2 separate regions of the Rattus norvegicus genome follow, and region 1 is linked to region 2. A link is a contact called in public Hi-C data. All regions are on one chromosome and are shown on one strand. The core of a region is the stretch at or near the end of the contact, and the rest is flanking DNA. Distances in the headings are between cores, read along the strand shown. Region 1 overlaps LOC108350397 (a long non-coding RNA gene). Region 2 has its middle 270 kb from the start of Sp3.

Evidence for each region. A called contact is a pair of places that touch in the nucleus more often than the background predicts.
Region 1: a contact with region 2 is called in a Hi-C map of the Rat2 cell line, with 2.4 times the contacts expected there. The contact joins two enhancer-like sites. A contact is called at or near these places in 3 of 12 Hi-C or Micro-C datasets (the Rat2 cell line, hepatocytes and mammary epithelial cells).

Annotation. Positions count from the first base shown.
Region 1 is chr3:78,144,777-78,148,390 of GRCr8, reverse strand. The region is part of intron 1 of LOC108350397 (a long non-coding RNA gene); the gene reads left to right. Among named protein-coding and RNA genes, the nearest start is that of Sp3, 120 kb to the left of the region's middle. Within about 2 kb of position 2,205, at least 27 of the 93 cell types and tissues checked have an H3K27ac peak or open chromatin away from gene starts, as enhancers often do.
Region 2 is chr3:77,996,968-78,000,569 of GRCr8, reverse strand. No RefSeq gene overlaps it. Among named protein-coding and RNA genes, the nearest start is that of Sp3, 270 kb to the left of the region's middle. Within about 2 kb of position 2,084, at least 18 of the 93 cell types and tissues checked have an H3K27ac peak or open chromatin away from gene starts, as enhancers often do.

The DNA.
Region 1 (3,614 bases), core at 956-3,455, 150 kb before region 2:
GAGGGGCCTGTGCCCTTGTCAGCACAGTACAGGCATATAGTAAGGGCTCATTAAATATTTGTAGAATGAAGAAATGAACCAAGGTCTACTTGTAACAAGCACTTTAGAAGCAGAAGCTCCACTGACGTACTAGGAATTAGGAGGAGAGGGGAAACAGTGTTAGAGGCTGTGAGGTTAGTTTTGGTTATCAATGCTACAGGACCAAGGACCCTGTAGAAAGTGGGTAGAGCATCTTCCTAGATGGATCAGAGAGGGGTTTTCTTGGGACAATGGGAATGTAGGCAGTGAAGTGAGGTCACTGAATGGGGTAGCACCGTCCAGTGGGTTGGGGGACTGAAGAGAATGATGACTGAGAAGGGACCTGAGTGCAGGTCTGCTACTGTTGCACAAACACAACTCTCCAAGCTCTTCAGCCTCTCACAAGGCTGTACAGGTGGCTCACCAGGGTCCTCCACCTCCAGCCTCCAGCTGGGCTCATACTTCTTTGCCTCCTCTTGTTTGGGGCTGCTGGCTTTTTTTTTTAACATTTATTTATTTATTTATTTATTTATTTATTTATTTATTTATTTATTTATTTATTTATTTATTATGAGTACACTGTAGCTGTCTTCAGACACACCAGAAGAGGGCCTCAGCTCTCATTATAGACGGTTGTGAGCCACCATGTGGTTCCTGGGATTTGAACTCAGGACCTCTGGAAGAGCAATCAGCGCTCTTAACCACTGAGCCATCTCTCCAGCCCTGCTGACTTTTTCCACTGAGCACTCACTCATTTTTTCTGGCTCTGCTCCAGCCTACAGAGAGTTATTGTGGGCGCTTCCTCAGCTTCTGATCATGTGTGGCAAATTGCAGCTTACTAGGGTGGATTCTGTTGGTTCTGGTCCTCTGGAGAATCCCAACTCCCATATGACAGCATGGACAGTGGTCATCTTTCCTAAAGCAATCAAGGATGCAGGAAAAACAAGTTCCCCTGAACTAATGTCTTTCAAAGAAACAGCAACATGTAACTCTATGTGTATTAACAGACCCAAGAGCATCACATGTCTAAGGTTATAAGGTTAAGTTACATTATTGCTACTCAGATATTTAAAAGTAAATGTTACCAAAAAAAGGACCAAAAAATCAAGATTCACTGGAAAGCTACTTGGAAAATAAATATATAAGCCTTTAATCATAACGCTTATGTACTTATGCCTATGTGAATGCTTATTTCTTGGAAATACATTATTTGATGTTAATTTGTAGATTCTTGTCATATTTAAAACACACCCTTTCAATGATATAGCTGGGAAGTAAAATTTTCCATGGCTTAATGGTATCAGGAAGGAATGATATTAGTCAGGCCAAATCGCGGCCATATTTCTCCTAAATAATTCTGTGATGAAGTTTGCTCAGGGTTGTAGGAGTCACCCCCACCTCTGGCAGGTGCAGTCTCCCAGAGAGGATGAAGGTTTAAGGATGGATGGTACAGGTCCAATCTCTAGCTAAGAAATGCCCAAGATTGGCTTGCATGACATCATGTCAAGATTGGCTTGTATGACATCATGTCAAGATTGGCTTGTATGACATCATGTCAAGATTGGCTTGTATGACATCAGTCAAGCACCAGTAACATCCAGGCTTGGCAGGCAAGCTGTCTCTGCCACAGCAGCATTGCTCCTCTTTTCCTCCATGAACAAATTATTATTGACACTAGACTATGCCATGAGGATCTTGGGAGGGGGGGTGCATATATAGATATTAGTGCTGGGTTGGTACAAAATAGGATGCTTTTTCACCTGATCCCTACAGGGAAAAAAAGTGAACCACTAAGCAGCCATCCTATCCTTCAAATATGAGGTAAAGCTTGGAGGAATAATTCCCCCAAAACTGTTATTCCACGATGTTCCAGGGTGGTGGCTATCTGTTCTGCGAACACCCCAGAGCTTTGTCCAGGGTTTAGACTTGTTCATCATGTTAACTGGTTGGCGTCTTTCCCCATGGGCTGAATTTTAGCCTCTTAAAGCCAAACCACATAAAACCCTCCCTTGTGTGGGTCCAGTGGATGAACCCGATGTGGAAAAGCCACTGCTGTGCCAGCTGGGGCGAAGGGCTTGGGCCGCAGCCACTAGTGACTCATCTGGTCACTTTTCCTCTCTCTCTTCTACTGGGCATGGACCCAGTAACCCAAAACAGGGCCTATGGAACTGTCACAGTCTGCTGTGTCGAAGTGAGTCAAGATCTTTGGACTAGGACCATTGAAATGATAGACTGTGGCCATCCTCCCTGGACACGTCCATGTAGTGCCTGTTCAGGGAGCAGTGCATTTACATGCTGGGCTCCTGCAGTTGTGCGTGGGAATTAGGAATGGCTCTTACGTAAGAGTTCCGCTTCCATTTAAATGACTTCCTTACACTGTGCAGATGGGCCTGTGCACTCGTCTCTAAACCGTGTGCAGTATGATTTATCATGGAACCACAGTGCACTGTTTTCAAGAACAGTCTTAGTTCTGGTCGTAAGAACACTAATGTCAGGCGAAGACCAAACCTGGAGCTGTCCATCAGGCCGTTGTACTTCCTTTTTATTCAGTAATTTCAGAGATTATCTATGAATACTGTTTCTGATTTATGTGTCATTGAGCTAAAACATAAGAGTTGGTGATACACACATACACACACACATCTATCTATCTATCTATCTATCTATCTATCTATATATATATATATATATATATATATAAATACATATATATATCCCAAATTTAAGACAAAGACTCAAAACAAAAAGCCAGAAAGGACTAGTAATAGCCTAGAAGATCTCATCACAACGAAATATTAAAGCATAGGAAAATTCTTTTTAAAATTGACATTCTCACTGGGTGTGGTGGCAACACACCTTTAATCCTAGCAGAAACGGGCAGAGCCCTGAGTTGAGACCAGCTTGGTTTACAAAGCAAATTCCAGGGCATCCAGGGCTGCACAGAGAAACTGAAACAAACAAAGCAAAGCAAAACAAAACAAAAACCAACAAAATAACCCCCCCAAACACACACACAAAGTTCTGATATGTCAAAGAAATAACTGGAGAATAAGGAAATTCTTCCTTTGTAAATACATTTCACTTGCGGTCAGTACAGATAGAGTGAGAATTTAAAAATCACTGCGACAAGGATAATATTAGTCTCTCTTCTTTTTCAGACATGGTCCCCATGTAGCCCACACTGGTCTTGAACTCCAATCCAGGTCCTTCTTCCTCTACCCCCCAGACTGCTGGGATTTCATGAGAATGCCACGACATTCAGACTTAGGCATTTTTATTTCAGTGGTGTGTAAAGTAACAGAACTTGGGATTTTAGACTGTTTTAATTTTTAGTTAGAATAAGAAGTGAAAAAATTGTTTGGGGAAGGAAGCATGTAGATTCAAGTTGCAGGCTGAGTTGAGTCTCCAAAATCTGGAATAAAGATATCTTCCTCCAACTGCACAGACGGCATCGTTTATAACATCACAGACGGCATCGTTTATATCAGGACATCTTTCCCGGGCTGCACAGGTGTCTCGTCAGTTAAGGGCTCTTGTACTTGTAGAAGACCTGGGTCTGGCTCCAGCACCCACATGTTGGGTCACAACTGTCCAAA
Region 2 (3,602 bases), core at 835-3,334:
CCTGTAGGGTATGCTGCAGGGCTTGAAGGGATAGAGAGGTCAGGTCTCACCTACTGTACCTGTGGCTCCACTGTGAGTTGGAATCGTCTGAGTGTGTTTGTGGGGGCGCCTGTTTGGATCTGGGAGACAATAAAACAATGCCGGCTGAGTTCCACCCTCCTACAGGATAGCCCAGGTGTTGCAACCAATAATGATCTCTGTGTGCCTGCGCTTTTCAACTGTCAGTAAAAAATGGACATTTCCTATGATTTCCAAGTTAGCCTCAGGTGACTGGGAGAAAGAAATAGTATAGATGACATTGCCTGTATGTTTTGGGGACTGGCAGACTTGACGTTTATTTCTTATCTTTTTCAGGGGGAGGGTAGTGCTTAGATTTGAACCCAGGGGCACGAGCATGCTAGGCAAATGCTCTAATATTAAGTTATATCCTTAGCTTGGCTCTCTCCTCTCTTACTGGCGTCTATTTGCTGTCGAGTTAATTTCTGTTGTTGTTCTTCTGCAAAACTGGGATCTGTTTCAGGGTTTTGTGCGCAGTAGTTAAGCACTGTAGCACTGAGCTGCGGGCCTAATTTTTCAAGACATGGTTTACACTTGTCGTCCAGGCTGACCTTGGACTCCAAACTGTCCTGTCCCAGCCTCCTGAGTACTAAATGGCAGACCCGTGTTATCAGGCCTGGCTTCTTCATATTCTGGCCGCTTTGATGACGGTTGTGGGCAACGTTTCAATAATCGATTGTTAAATTAGTGCACTTAGGCATGCCTACCAGGAAGACAGAGATTGGCAAGAAGATGCCTGTCCTCTCAGAACTTAATTCTAATGTAGAACAAGCCGAGTGATGTCAAACCCAAGGCAGGGGTGCCAAAGGATACCTAAGAGAATACCAAAGTTAGGTGTTCACCAAGAGCTACTGTTCAGTCCACAGTGTACCAGGCATGGGGAAGCCTGCAGAACACAGGGGAGATCAGGTCCAGCCTTAAACATCCCAGTCTGGGTGAGGAGACCATCCAACATTTGAGGAACGGAACTACAGGGAGGGATGTTGTCACGGCTGGACTTCAGTTGTGGCTGTTTGGTGTCAACAGTAGCCAACACACAACGTCTAGGATCTATGCTACTCATCTGCTTCCGAGTTATAAAACGTGGTGACCTGGTAACCATACAGTCTGCACAGGCTTGTAGCTTCTTTAGAAGCCCCTCAGCTCAGTGAGGGCAGCACCCATGAATCGTATTGCTTCATCTACACTTTGCTGTATCTGTAGTGGCCACTGGGCAACCCTTGGTGAAAAAAAGCGCAGGACATCACCATTCCTTATTTTCATTCTGTGAAAACCCCTAGAGCACAGGAAGAGGGCTGCAAGTTCTAGGCTCACCCTCTGCCCTCCCTGTGGCTGCCCCTCCCCGTCCCCCACTCCCAGCCCCTCTCTAAAGCAACTGGCTGATGCAGCAGGAGTGGGATGAGTGAGTGTAATTCTGCCTGTAACACTCCCAGCCGAGGGGCAATCTTGAAAGCTTTTGAAGGGATAGAGAGTGACAGTAGACAGATGGGCCCATTGACAAGTGTGTCCCCTGGTGGTGCTCCTGTCACAACTGAATTACTCTGTCACTTGTCATGTCTCGAAGTCAGGCTGAGCCAAGAAGAGGAAAGGCGATTGTTTCTACTGAGTCTTAGTCACAGGGAAATGACTCTGGAGCGGGGGCGGGGAGGGTACTGTGTGCTCTGGCTTCGGGAAAGTTTTATCACTTACTAGGAGTCCAGAGGAGGGCGGGCTAGAGAAGGCAGATGCGTGCAAACGAAGGCTGTTGGTGGGGATACTTTGCATTGGATCCCGATTTGGTGTTACTCGCTGAGTCAGGCTCTCTCTTGTACCCTGCCTGTCTATGTAGCAGGAACTGGCTTGGGAGCTCAGGTGAGCGGGATGGCAGCTCTCGATAGCCAGCACTACTGCCTCCATAGTAAGGGTACTTGACTGCACCCGTACCTGGGAGCCCTCACCTGCCAACCTCCATCCTCCATGCCCGCCTGATTAGGACAGGATCTGCTCGGAAACTTTCCATCCCACACTGCTGAGTCATGCTGCACGGGCGGGTCTCCAACCGCTCCCGGACACTTCGGAAAAGGGAGTTGACTGTGACTCTAGTCCTAGCCTATGTGGCCCGTGGGGAATGTGGCCTGGAATGTACTAGAGCAGCTTCAAAGTCAGGCCTGGAAGATGTTAATGTGATAAACATGTTTAGAGTCATGTTTTAGCCTGTCTGTCCGTGTATGTGTCTAGCATCTTTATATCTATCTGGGGAGACAATTTAAAAACATTATTTTACATTCTCTCCCTGTCCCTGTCCCCCTCTCCCTCCCCGTCCTTCCCTCCCCACTTCCTCCGCCCTCCTCCCCCGTGTGTGTGTGTGTGTGTGTGTGTGTGTGTGTGTGTGTGTGTGCCAGGACACACATGTGACATTCTGGGAGTCAGTTCTCTCTTTCTACTACGGAGGTGCCAGGGATCAAACTCAGGTCATCAGACTTGGTAGCCTGTGCCTTTCTCCTCTGAGCCATCTTGCCAATCCCGTAGGTATTTTTTTTTTTGCATTGCTGATTACCTTCTATAATGTACATTACATTACATTAAAGTTTTTTTTTTTATCCCAACAGTTCTCCTTTGCTCATTTTCTCTGTATAGACTTTCTATGAAGCATCAAGATGAAGTCTCTAAGGTGTAAAGGCTGTTTGGTCAATCAACCTAACACATACTTTAACCACTCCTTACTGTAGTCTAGGAAGTACGGCCGTGACTAAATGTTCACCTTGACACCCGGGAATCCTGTGAACTGGCTGGCTAGGCTGACCATGAAAGGCCGGTTGGCTCTTAAGGAGCTGGCCACTTTCCAAAGCGTCTCGACACTGGGATGGTGCTGGTGAGTGCGCAGACGTGCGTATGGGTGTGTGTGGCTGTGTATGGGAATCTAAATATGCTGCAGGGCCCAAATTCTGTTTGTAGTAAGCGATGTTTGATCTATAGAAATGGAAGCTGTCGTGCCTCATGATCCTGTTGGCTTTGGGACTTCCTTATCAATCACAGTCATGAGCTTATTACTTGTCATCCTCTTGTGATCGGATACAAAAGGGCAGCCATTTTGATGTGTGCACGTGTATGTTTTCGGTCACAGAGGCTTAAAATGGCAGCCCTATGCACCTACTTCTGTGTACATTTAAAGCGTTTTCTTTTACTTTTTGTTTATGGAAACGTTGAAATGTTTAAAGGAATAAGGGATATAGTAAGAAAATCTACCTGTTCAACATCAGCTTCCAGAAGCATTGATCACGCCACATCTGTAGCTCTTACTCTTCTCTCCTTCATGTTTCCTTTCTGATGCAGATCCAGATGTGTCATTTCCTCTGTGAACACTTCTGCGCTCACAGGCATTTGCAGCGCCTTGCACCCGCTGTGCCTCGCTGCCTGGCCCTGGGGCTTTGGGGTTTGTGACTCTGCACATCCTCTCTCCCTGTCCTTCCTCTCCAGGCCCTTCACCCTTAACCTCTCCAGTGGTCCTGTGTGTTGCAGCCTGTGGGCCTCGGCCATACTGCACGGCCACACATCTTTCTTACCTT